4 separate regions of the Mus musculus genome follow, and all the other regions are linked to region 2. A link is a contact called in public HiChIP or PLAC-seq, Micro-C and promoter capture Hi-C data. All regions are on one chromosome and are shown on one strand. The core of a region is the stretch at or near the end of the contact, and the rest is flanking DNA. Distances in the headings are between cores, read along the strand shown. Region 1 has its middle 48 kb from the start of Krr1. Region 2 holds the start of 4933440J02Rik (RIKEN cDNA 4933440J02 gene). Region 3 holds the start of Krr1 (KRR1, small subunit (SSU) processome component, homolog (yeast)). Region 4 holds the start of Glipr1 (GLI pathogenesis-related 1 (glioma)).

Region 1 (2,933 bases), core at 272-2,771, 330 kb before region 2:
AGGGACAGGACTTTGTGCCCACTTGCCCGTCTCAGTGCCGGGATTTTGTCTGGTTTGAACCATGGGTCTTTGCACGATGCCACCATTTCTGTGAGTTCATATGGGCATTAGTGCTTGTTGCATCTGAAAGACACTGCTTCCATGGAATCTTCCACCCCCTCTGGCTCTTACGATCTCTCTGTCTCATCTGTGGCATACATCTTTGAGCCTTGAGCGCTCTCATCCCTTCTTACTGTCTTTTGCTTTAACACTAGCTCCCAAGACTTGTGAGAAGCTACAATCTATTTCTTCTCATCTATTCCGTGTTTCAGCTCAGTGAGACTGTTAGGTAAAGGCCCCCATGCTGTCAGGAACTCACATTCTAAGTGTTATCTTAACACACATGACGAACAGGGTCAGCATCCTTGCAGAAAGGGCATGAACAAGCGATGGGAAGGCATTTAAAGATACCCAGTCGAAAAACGTGAAATTTTCCCCGCTAGGGGGCAGTGCTCGAAAGAATAACAGTCTTTACACTTGCAGTTAGGCGGGACAGAGAACAATGACCTCCTTGTTATTTCCTACCCCACATGCCGAGCACATAAAGATTTTATTTCTTTGGAGAAAAGAGGGGCAAAAGACATTTTCTCTGACTTGAGGCAGAATTCACTGACGGTGCTTTCTTCGCTTGCTAAGCTCAGAGCAAGAGATGCTGGTAGCACTTAATATTCAGAATCACTAAAGCATACATTAAAGAAAGTGTGCCTATAAAAACGAAATCTTTCTGTAGTAAACTTTTAAGGAGAAGGTATTTGTCAAATTAATGACGACGGATCAGGAAAAAACTGGTTGCTCTGGTTTGAAAAATCACTAAAATTTGCTACGGTGAATAACTTACTTAATAAATAACCTTTTTTCCTCCCTTTGTGTGCGTAACAGTCACACATGCTGTATCGTTCAGAAACAAAGGCATTATCTATGCAATAAAATGAAGGAGTTAAATGTTGCTCTTTGAAGAAGGAAAGGAATATTGGATGAAGTGGTTCAAGGTGTTACTGAAGATAGAGTGTAAAGACTATGAGCGCATTGTATACCTGCTTCAGTCTCCAACGGGAACAGCATGAATTCCACCAAAGTGGAGACATTGTTTCTTTAAACCCTAATTACAGCCCACAGACCAGGGAGCAGGAGGGATTAGTTGAGCATTCCTGCCTTTCATGGGAAACCAGAGAGGGTAGGCGAGAAAAAGATCACAGAAAGAGTTTTCCCAAGAATGCCAGATTCAAACCTCCTCACTTTTTGGAAAGCCAACCAACGGACTTCAATAACCATCATGGAGGTGTCCAGGACAGGAACGCACTGGAGAAGCTAGCACAGCACTGGGTGCTATAGAGTGCTGTAAACCTTGATCTTTAGCTCATCTTAATAATAAGCAGCATGGGGATACATCGAATGGGGAAGCCAGTCCAAAGGAAGGATGTGTCTTCTACCCCAACTCAGTAAAACAGGTCCCCTTGCTAAAAAAAAAAAAAAGCATGCTAATTGGGAAGTCCCGGCCTTACTATCAACTCCCCTAGTCAGAGGGTAACATCAGAGGGGAGAAGTTGTTGTGATTCCTACCCACTCACTTCTGCCTTTGTCCTGGAAGGACAGAGTAGGAAGCAAGCCTACTGCAAACAAACAAACAAACAAACAAGCAAACAAGCATATAAATGTTTCATAGAAGATCAAACTTTGTCTTCCCAGCCATCCGTAGCTGTGTGACCCTGCATGGCCCTGCCCAGGACTGTCATGTGGCACACACAGTTCTTTTTGCAGAAGGAGATAACAGATACGCTCACATCACAGGATCAATGGGCAGGAAATAAGGGCAGAGGCAACTCAGCCGCTCTTCACAGAGCTTCTTCTGTTATGAGTCCCTCATGATCTCACAGGCTTGACTGACTTCAAAGGAGTAGGCTGTCATGGGGACTATGTAAAAACTTAGTCAAAGATACTAGAGATCCAACTATTCATGTTCTCAAGGGTCTTAAACTTTTCAAACCTTCAGTTTTTGTTCAGCACTTAAAAAAAAAAAAAGAGGAACTTTTCCCCATTTCAGGAGTGTACAAGCTGCAGTTGTAAAATATATGACTGCATGAGACCATAGTGACCTTTCTAGAACCCCTCCCAATCTTCTACACCCCCATCCCCACCCTGAGCAGCTAAGAAAATAGCACTCCCTGCCCCTGCTGAGAACTACAAATACAAGATTAAGATCAGGCATAAAGATGAAGTGACTTTAAAAACCAGTGTGTTATCCAGTGAGAGCGGCTTATTAAAGAATTCTAAACTGTATAGCTGTTCATAAATATACTCCCAAGAAATATTGAAGCTCTGACACCAAAAGTAATAAAACTACGTACACAAATACTATTCATTATGTGTAGTCACAGAGCAACCAGCTTATTTCTGGTCTTATCAGCGTCAACGTGGCAATAAAGTGTCTCCTTGTACTTCTGACTTCCTTATTAAAATGCACTAAATTTGTTTTTTTTATACATAGGGAGATAAGGTTATTAATTACACAAGCTCCTTATCAGCAAAATGTAAAATAGCAGGAGACACTAAGAAGGAAAAGAAACATTGAGAGGAAAGAAATTTAGGGTACAAGAAACCTTACAGGGTGAATGTGGAAGCCATATATATGAGACTTAATTTTTTCAATTAAAACATTTCATTGGCAAGTATTTGTAATTGGAAGAAAAACAATAAAAAGGCAATTAATGAAAAAGAATATACACATGTACGTGTGTGATTTACTGATTAACGTTAAAAGCATAAATTGTTGTCTCCCAGTGCTAAGACCTTTACAAATCTTAAGAGATACGCTCGCTCAGCAGGACTGTGCAGCAGAGTCCGTAGAGGCAGAGGAGAGGTGAGCTCAGAGGCCACTGCATATTCCTGGCTGTGTT
Region 2 (2,700 bases), core at 163-2,662:
CCTCCTTTTTCCTTTCCCACTCACTATCTCTGTCAGCAACACTCAGAGTCCAAAGGTCTTGAGATATCTCTGAGACGCCAGGGAGAGAAGACAGGAAACCGGGCACCCTCTCTCTGAGGTCCAGCCTGAGATAAATTCCTCCCACTGTGACCTGTCAGCTTCGGTTCCCTCTTAGGTCTTAACAGAGGAGCCGTGAGGACCGATCCTATAGTCAAAGGGGGTCTCAAATAAATGTTCAGAGATGTCCTGAGGCTTGCTCGAGGTGGAGATCGACAGTAAGCTGCGACCTTCCTTCCTGCACGTCTTTGTCCTTGACACATCAAATATCAAACTGGGAGGAGGGGAAGGGAAGAGACAGGGAGAAAACCAAGAAAGGTCAGTTGCCAAATGGGACATCCATGTAGCCTCCTCAACCACTGGCTGACTCAGGGTTAAGCGGTCTACTTCTCGAAGAGAATAAAGTTAAAGCCAGCTTTACCTGTTGACCTGAAGACAGATCCTTGCGTTATCGTGGAAATTTCCACTATAATTTCAGATTCCACACAAATAATATTCCCGGCAAAATCAGCTTCCAATGGGCGGGTATCCTAAGTGTCTTAGGAGTTTTCATTTTGCTTTCCTTTGAGCTCTTAAAGAGGGGTCTAGAAATCATTAATTTCCCTGCCTTTTCATCTTAGACTACCTAGCGGCTCAGATCGGAGCTCTGCGCGCCTAAAATCAGGAAGGGACAATGGCACTTTGCCATTTTGGCACTAGCCTCGTGTCCCAGGCAGCAGCCTAGCCAGGCACCTTCTACCCCCCACCCCAACCCCCGGCTGTGAGCAGCAGCCAAGCCTATGTTTCCTATGACACAACCCCTCTCCGCAGACTCTAGGAGCTCCAGAGGGACCCCATTTAGATAACCAGGCTCCAGATAAGCTTGCCGGGTAATTATCCAGCTTGTGCCCTGTATCACGCCAGCTGAGTGGCTGTGAAGGGAACAGGGGACAAGGCCAGCAATCCCACATGATGCCTGAAATTGTACTCCGTGTAGAGGCAAGAAATCCTTCCCTCTGATCCGTTAAGGTTCCGTAACGAGTCTCGGGAAGGAACTAATAACATACCCATCAGCAGGAGACGCGCCTATTTACTACCCGACTGGCCATCACACATTCACTATCGGGTAACAGTCTGGTGAGAGTTAGAGGCAATGAAGATACAGTTTTAGAGATTAAGTAAGTTATTTTCAGAGTAGATAAATGACCAACCACCACCACCACCACCACCACCCCAAAAAAAATGAGGCTGGGACAAACTTTATCTGGCCTTTGGCTGTAACGTTAGCTCTAATCTCCTTCCGGTTACGTGCTTCCATCACTTCCGGTAGGCGGGGTGTCTGAGGAAAGATTCAAACTAAGTTTTGTGGATAACTGGGAATTGTAAAAAGAAGCGGAAATCAGAGGAAGCCTTGCAGTGTGTGAGCTGTACCCCAGGTGATCCCACTGATATCAGGACATCTCTGTACATTTTTCCGGTACCACATCTCTCAGGGGTATCACAGACTCCGTCCATCTATGCAACCCAATTCTAAGGACATCCTGGGTCTGTAAAATTCCCTTCTATCTCCATCAACAATTTTAGAACGTCCTCACACCTTTCTGATACACTCCTAAAGGATTTTCAAAATGATCTGTTGACAGCTTCAAAAAGCAACGGAGTGAAAGATAGTTCGTGGAAGTGGAGGGAGAGTCTATTGTGTAAGTTGTCACCTCAGTATTATTACATCCAGGGCAAACATTTGTTTAGAATTCTAATTTCTATTCCAGTACAATCGCCTCTATGGAAATGGAGACTAATCTAAAGAATAACTAAGTCAGTTACTGCTTTGTAAAGATAGCATATGGTACTTAAATTGAACCAAGAAAGCAGGAGGCACGACACCAAAGGCTTCCCAGCTCTTTGTAGCGTAGTAAGAACTGTATTTCACATCACACCCAAGTAGACACGCACATGAATGTGCAGCTCAAAATTTTGATGAAACCCAATCACTTTTACTATTTTCTATACAAGTGTTCTCTTTATTTATTGAAACTTACTATATTGACTTGATGACCCACTAAGAACTTGAGGATTTAAGGTTGGTTAGTTTCAAAATCCCTTTTTTATATCTATCAAAAAAGGAAATACAAAAACCCACAAACCTAAGGCTGGAAAGGTGGCGTTCAGAGATTAAGAGCACTTGCTGCTCCTGTAGAGAACCTGGATTCAGTTCCCAGCACCCACATGGCTGCTCACAACTGTCTGTAACTCCAGTTCCAGGAGATCCAAAACCCCTATCTGGCCGCCACAGGCACACATACATGCATGCAGGAAAGCACCTAAAATTACATAAAATAAAACTTAGTCTATAACATTCTCTCTAGTATCTAATAATGGCTATCACTAAAGCATAAACACAATGTATCAGAAATGTATAGTACAAGTTTAGCAAAAGAGTTCTTGCCAGGACCTTCCAAAAAAGAAAGGAAAAGGGGGTGGGGGATGCAGGGTGGAAAGGAAGGAGGGGGAAACATGAATGAAGGCAAGAGAAAGTGAAAAGAAGAAAAACATGAGGAAAAGAGGGGATGTTCTAACTCTAGGAACTAACCAGATTCACTTAAACCCAGTAGGTTCTCCCTTGAGCATTACAAAGGACCTTTTGTTTCAGTAAGGTTGGAGCTA
Region 3 (2,700 bases), core at 147-2,646, 380 kb before region 2:
ACAACAACAAAAAAAATCACTGTAAATTTAGATCGATGAGCAATCTCAACTATTAGAGTTGTGCTGGCCCAGTTTCCCCTCCATGGTTGACTATACCCTCACGCTTTGAACGTAAACAAACCTTTCCTAAAACAGAAAAAAACCTGGCACAGCTCCTTCCGGTAGCATTAGCATAACTTGAAGATACCCTGCAATTGAGTTTCCAATCCTAAATTCCTACAGAGACCCTGAGGCATTACCAGAAGACATGCACAAAGGTGCTTACAAGAGCAAGCTGAAGGCAGAGCTCAAATGTCCGCCAACGACGGAATTTAAATATTACACAGCATCGTAAAGAATCAGAAGCTAAAGACACAGACAACATACATAGAGTACACAGCTCCATTCATTCTCCTATGATTCAAAAGGAGACAAAAATCGAAGCGTTTTGTTAAAAATCATAATAGCTGTAGATAGGTGACAGAAAGCTCGAACGAATTACTCCGGGTACCAGAAAGGAAGCTATATAGCATCTGTGATTGGCACATGGATAACTTGAGGAAGATGGTCTACTCATCCTGTCAATTCCTCAAGCGTTGGTTTGAAGCTTTTACCGGTGTCTATAGTCCCTGCCGTATTTTACGTACTTAGTTTTTAAAAGAAAAAAATTTTTCTTTTTAAATTGAAGGTAGGTAAAAACCAAACTCTCATCAAAACGGAAAGAAGCAATCAAACTAGAGCAGCCAAAAATCAAACTAGGGGTTAGAGCTAAAGACTGAGAGCTGTGTCATTTAGCAACTTAATAATCAGATAAAAGTTCTGACAAAACTTCCCATTGAGCTCCGTCCCCACCTTTCCCCGTCCGCCTCCCTCATCACCATCGGCGCTCGCAGGACACGAAGATTCTCCCACCTGATCCTGATCCGCATCCTCTCAACCTCCCCTCCCCAAAGCTCAAGGCAGAACTGCCGCGCCTTCCACAATCTCTGAGTCCTCACACTTTTACCGGGGACAGAAGGCGCATCGGGTACACTTGCCAGGGACGGTCGCTGGCAAAAACACTGCGTTAGCTGCACGTGGCCGGCGCAGCCATCAACACCCGCAACCCTCGGCTACCCCGGCTACCGCAGGCACTGCACAGCCTAAAAGAGGCTCAACCCAAGTGCGCGGCCAAAGAAAGAGACAAAGATGCTTCGAGATCCGCCAGCTCCGGGCTTCGGGTCTCGCACTGCCTCACCTTGGGTCTCACGCTTCTGTTTCTGCGGCTGAGAGTCACGTTTTTGAGCTTCTTTGGCAGGCGCCTCCGCAGAAGTTGCCATCGCAAAACTGCTTCCGGCGGCCCCGGAAGTGGAACTGTTCTTTAAGATCCCGCCGGCTACAATGTGTAAAAGGCAAAACGAGTTCCGGATAATCCCTATGAGACCTGCGTGGTCTCTGCTCTGACGAACAGGAAGCCGATGGGGCGGGGACGGGGGGGAGCGTGACACTTCCTTCCCAGGATGCATTGCAACCTCGGTGTTGCACGCTGGGAATGGTAGTTTTCTTGTATCAAGCTCTAAATTGTAGCTACTTGTATAGCCCTGTGGGAACTTCTTTTTTGAGAGGGGAAGGGAAGGAAAGGGAGAGAAAGGGAGCGAAGGAGAGGAGAGAGAAGAGAGGTGGGTGAGGGTGAGGGAGAGAAGGGAGGGGAAATTATTAAAATTCTTATTTGAGGGGGATTAGAAATCTAATGAAAATGGCGAATTGTATCAAAAATCTACCCAAACTTTGCTACCACTCTTTAGCCCATTTGAAAACCTACCATGAGTTTTGCATTTTAAATCTCTCAACTTCCAGATTGGTTTTAAAAGACTTTTCTGTTCTATTTTTATTTATTTGTTTGCTTGCTTGTTTTGTTTATTTTGGGTTTATGAATCGAGGCCACTGTGTATCCTTCACTAGCCTGGAACATGCTATGTAGACCTGGCTGGCCTCAACGTCATAGTGATCTTCCTGCTTATGACTCCAGAATCTGGGATTAAAGGTGTGTACCACCACACCGGTCTTCAGCATTCAAATGTTTGGGGTTTTTTGGTGGGGGCTGGAGGGAGCTATTACCAAAACTTTATTGTTTATTATTCTTACATCATAGCTTTAAAAGGCTTAGAATATAGTCAGTAAAAACAGCAAAAAAATATTAGCACAAAAATATATTCACTAAATTAGATGCTAAGATGTGAAGAGATGTAACCAGGGTCTGAAAACACACTAGGACCTCTCCTTCTGGACCATGCTCTCCCCAACCTCCAGGAAATATTTAATAAGCACATGGGTCAATAAGCCAGATAAAGGAAAGAGGAGTACCCGCATATGCCTAGTAAAACTGAGAACAATACTTCAGGTGCTTAGATCGGTGGTTTTCAACCTGTGGATTGTGACTCCTTAGAGGGTCAAACTACCTTTCACAGGGGTCGTCTAAGACCATCAGAACGCACATGTATATAGACATTATAATTCATAACAGTAGCAAAGTTGGACGTAATAACGAAATGATTTTGTGGTTCAGGGATCACAGAAACATGCAGAACTATACTGAAGAGTTGCAGCATTAGGAAGGTTGGTAACCACTGGATTCGACTATGTTTTGAACAAATTTTAAGGGAAATTCTCTGTATGCAAACTGATGCCTCATAATGGTGCACCCATTCCAGTCTCTTTGAGAATCAAATGTAGTTAGTATTA
Region 4 (2,955 bases), core at 212-2,711, 400 kb before region 2:
TTGCTCCAGTCCTTGCCAGCATGTGCTGTCGCTTGAGTTTTTTATCTTAGCCCTTCTGGTTTGTGTAAAGTGGGAATCTCGGGATTGTTTTGATTTGCATTTCTCTCATAACTAAGGATGTTGAGGCATTTCTTTAAGTGCTTTTTTGGTCATTTGAGTTTCCTGTGTTGAGAATTCTCTGTTTAGCTCTGTACCCCGTTTTTAACTGGGTTATTTGGTTTGCTGGAGTCTAACTTCTTGAGTTCTTTATAGATTTTGCATATTAGCCCTCAGAACCCTTAGTAGAGGGATAAAGACACTAACCTACCCACAAAACTTTTGGCCCAAAATTTGTCCTGTCTAAAGAAATGCAGGAACAAAGATGGAGCAGAGACTGAAAGAATGACCAACCAATAATCAACCCAACTTGAAACCCAGCCCATTGGCAAGAACCAATCCCTAACATTATTAATGGTACTCTGTTATGGTTGTAGAAAGGAGCCTAGTATAACTGTCCTGTGAGAGGCTCCACCCAGCAGCTGACTAAAACAGATGCAGATATCTACAGCCAAGCATTGGAAAGAGGTAGGGGACTTTTTTGGAAGAGTTGATGAAAGATTGAAGAGGATGGAATCCCCACAGGAGGGCCAACAAAGTCAACTAACCTGGACCTCTGGGAGCTCTCAGAGACTGAACCACCAACCAAAGAACATATACTGGCAAGACCAAGGGGTGGGGGGGGGTGTCAGCCATTTTTTGAAATGGTGACCTCAGACAAAGGCACACAGGCCTTCTTATAGGGAACCAGGGGAACACTCCAAAAGGATTAGGTAATCTAAATTTTCATTGCTGGGTGCTAGGGAGTCCCAGGTGGTCAGCAGTCTGCATTCCTGTGTCATGAATGTTTAACCATAGGATAAGATAGGGCTGCCCAGCCCAGACAGCCCATTCTGAGATAAGATATTTCCCCATTTTTGTGATTGTCCCCAGGCTGTTCTTTGGGAGGTGGTTTTATGTCCTTGTTTCTGGATTTTATGGTCTGTTCCTGGAGCTGGTGCCTTATGGCTTTCTTTTCAAAATCAGGCCTGGCCCTTAAATGGACACAAGTGGGGTTTATGTTGTCCTTTCAAAATAGAAAAGGTAAAAAAGAAAGGAAAAAAATTCTCAGTGCAATTACAGTGAAGAGTCTCATTTTCTCTGAAACCATAAAATACAAACCATGTTGCTTTGCACACCTTGTTTGGTTTTATAAATCTGGACAAGAAAAACAATTCTCTACTCAACTCTCATTAAAGTAACCTTTGTTATTTGTTTGCCAGAGAGAGAGAGAGAGAGAGAGAGAGAGAGAGAGAGAGAGAGAGAGAGAGAGAGAGAGAGAGAGAGAGAGAAAGAGAAAGAAAAGAAAAGAGAAGAAAAAAAAAAAAAACCCATGAGCTGCAAGCCATATATGGAGAAGTCCGGTGTAAGTTTCGTGACGTCATGTTCTGCTCTCAGGCTCCTCAAGCTGAAGTAGGCTGTGCTTTGTAAAGCTGGTCATAAAAAAAAAACCCAGCATGCTGAAGATGGAGCTCAGAGGCAGAGCACTTGTCTAGCATAAACAACCCTGGGTTAATCCGAGCTCCAACAGGGAAACAGTCTGCAGACTGAGAGAACCGAGCATTCTATCAGAACCCCGCAGCTCTGGATTCTAGGTCCAGCAGCAACCAGAGAGACCATGCAGGTCATCCTTGCTGTGATAGTCTGGATGGCTTCGTCTGTGTCTAGTTCTTCATTTACAGCAAGCACTTTGCCAGATATAACAAACGAGGACTTCATTAAAGAATGTGTTCAAGTTCACAACCAGCTTCGGTCAAAAGTGAGTCCACCAGCCCGGAATATGCTGTACATGGTGAGTTCACTAGCAAGGGCTTGTCGCCCATGTCAATCAGAAGCAGCTTGCCTGCATTAATTTGGGTGTGACTTCTGGGTAACCCTGAGTGGTTTTCTTATTTGCTTTCTTTTTTTTCCTTGTAATGAATGTGTGCAGTAAACTCAGCTTGCAATCAGAGTCGACCGTTACCTTCCCCGACTGTCTTGAGCAATACCACTGGCATGATTCAGTTCTTTCTGCACACTTCCTTTCCGCAGCCATGAGCAACAGACTTCTTTGTTGTCATGGTTTTTCCTGTTAATATTTGTGAGGTTTCTTTTTTGTGTCTTAAGGGTTCTTTTTTTTTTCATTATATATGCTGTGTAAAATAATGGTCTTTCATTATGATAATTCAGTGTGCTTAGGCTACACTCATTCCGTTGGCCTCTTGGCCCTCTTCCTCTGATCGCTTTCCCCTGCTACGTTTCTGTGGTCTTCGGTTGTTTTCCTCTACACTTCACATATAAGAGGTCATGATGCTTTTCCGCCTGCGTCTGCTTTATGCTACTTAGTGTGATGATCTCCAATCCCATCTGTTTCCCTGCAAATGTCATAATTTTGTTCTTGGCGACTCAACAATACCATTCAGTTTGTCTATATAGACATATCTGTACACAAGCTATTTTCCTTACTCTTTCATCTTTTGGGGAACCACTGGGTGTAATCCATAGCTTGGAGGTTGTGAGTAGTGCCACAAAAAAAAAAAAAAAAAAAAAAAAAACATGGATATGCAAATACTCAAGACGTGCTGACTTCCATCCCTGTAGAGACAAGCCCAAACATGCCGTAGCTGAATCACACGCTAGTCTTATGTTTATAGTTTGTGGTGATACTGATTTCCATAGTGGCTGAGCTAATTTACAGACCTATCAGCAGCATGTAAGGCTTTTTCTCCACCCACATACCAGGGGACTTACCAGTCAGATTTCCCTAATGGCTAAGGATGTTGAGCTATGCTTCTCTGAAGGACCGTGTTCAACCCATCTGTTGGTTGTTGGATTTCTCACCTTTTAGGGTTTAATGCTTTTAGCTCTTCATACATTTTAGGTATTAATCTGCTGATGCAT

Evidence for each region. Hi-C and Micro-C count contacts between places; a contact is called where the count stands out from the background. HiChIP or PLAC-seq counts read pairs in DNA pulled down with a chosen protein or histone mark. Capture Hi-C pulls out chosen DNA fragments and counts their contacts.
Region 1: a Micro-C map of the G1E-ER4 cell line shows a contact between it and region 2, with 7 times the contacts expected there. The contact joins the enhancer-like site here to the promoter of 4933440J02Rik in region 2. A contact is called at or near these places in 2 of 15 datasets of contacts at CTCF or cohesin (the NIH/3T3 cell line and pro-B cells), 18 of 484 Hi-C or Micro-C datasets (the C2C12 cell line, the G1E-ER4 cell line, bone marrow-derived macrophages and 10 more), 12 of 115 datasets of contacts at active chromatin or transcription factors (cardiomyocytes, embryonic basal ganglia, embryonic forebrain and 8 more) and 1 of 9 other capture datasets (embryonic stem cells).
Region 3: a promoter capture Hi-C map of adipose tissue shows a contact between it and region 2. The contact joins the promoter of Krr1 here to the promoter of 4933440J02Rik in region 2. A contact is called at or near these places in 10 of 39 promoter capture datasets (the 3T3-L1 cell line, the C10 cell line, the HPC-7 cell line and 7 more), 5 of 115 datasets of contacts at active chromatin or transcription factors (bone marrow-derived macrophages, effector CD8 T cells, embryonic stem cells and 2 more) and 2 of 9 other capture datasets (adipose tissue and embryonic stem cells).
Region 4: an H3K27ac HiChIP or PLAC-seq map of extraembryonic endoderm stem cells shows a contact between it and region 2. The contact joins the promoter of Glipr1 here to the promoter of 4933440J02Rik in region 2. A contact is called at or near these places in 3 of 115 datasets of contacts at active chromatin or transcription factors (effector CD8 T cells, extraembryonic endoderm stem cells and pancreatic cancer cells).

What each region holds. Positions count from the first base shown.
Region 1 is chr10:111,923,234-111,926,166 of GRCm38.p6, reverse strand. No RefSeq gene overlaps it. Among named protein-coding and RNA genes, the nearest start is that of Krr1, 48 kb to the left of the region's middle. Within about 2 kb of position 1,521, at least 60 of the 459 cell types and tissues checked have an H3K27ac peak or open chromatin away from gene starts, as enhancers often do. A contact at or near this core is called in the G1E-ER4 cell line, the NIH/3T3 cell line, embryonic forebrain and 2 more, where this site is marked.
Region 2 is chr10:111,592,985-111,595,684 of GRCm38.p6, reverse strand. 4933440J02Rik (RIKEN cDNA 4933440J02 gene) reads left to right here and starts at 1,412. Exons shown (of 4, transcript NR_045344.1): 1 at 1,412-1,581; 2 at 1,680-1,736. All of the region lies in intron 2 of Gm30262 (a long non-coding RNA gene), which reads right to left.
Region 3 is chr10:111,971,391-111,974,090 of GRCm38.p6, reverse strand. Krr1 (KRR1, small subunit (SSU) processome component, homolog (yeast)) reads right to left here and starts at 1,396. Exons shown (of 10, transcript NM_178610.4): 1 at 1,217-1,396. The coding sequence starts at 1,298.
Region 4 is chr10:111,995,770-111,998,724 of GRCm38.p6, reverse strand. Glipr1 (GLI pathogenesis-related 1 (glioma)) reads left to right here and starts at 1,461. Exons shown (of 6, transcript NM_028608.3): 1 at 1,461-1,867. The coding sequence starts at 1,694.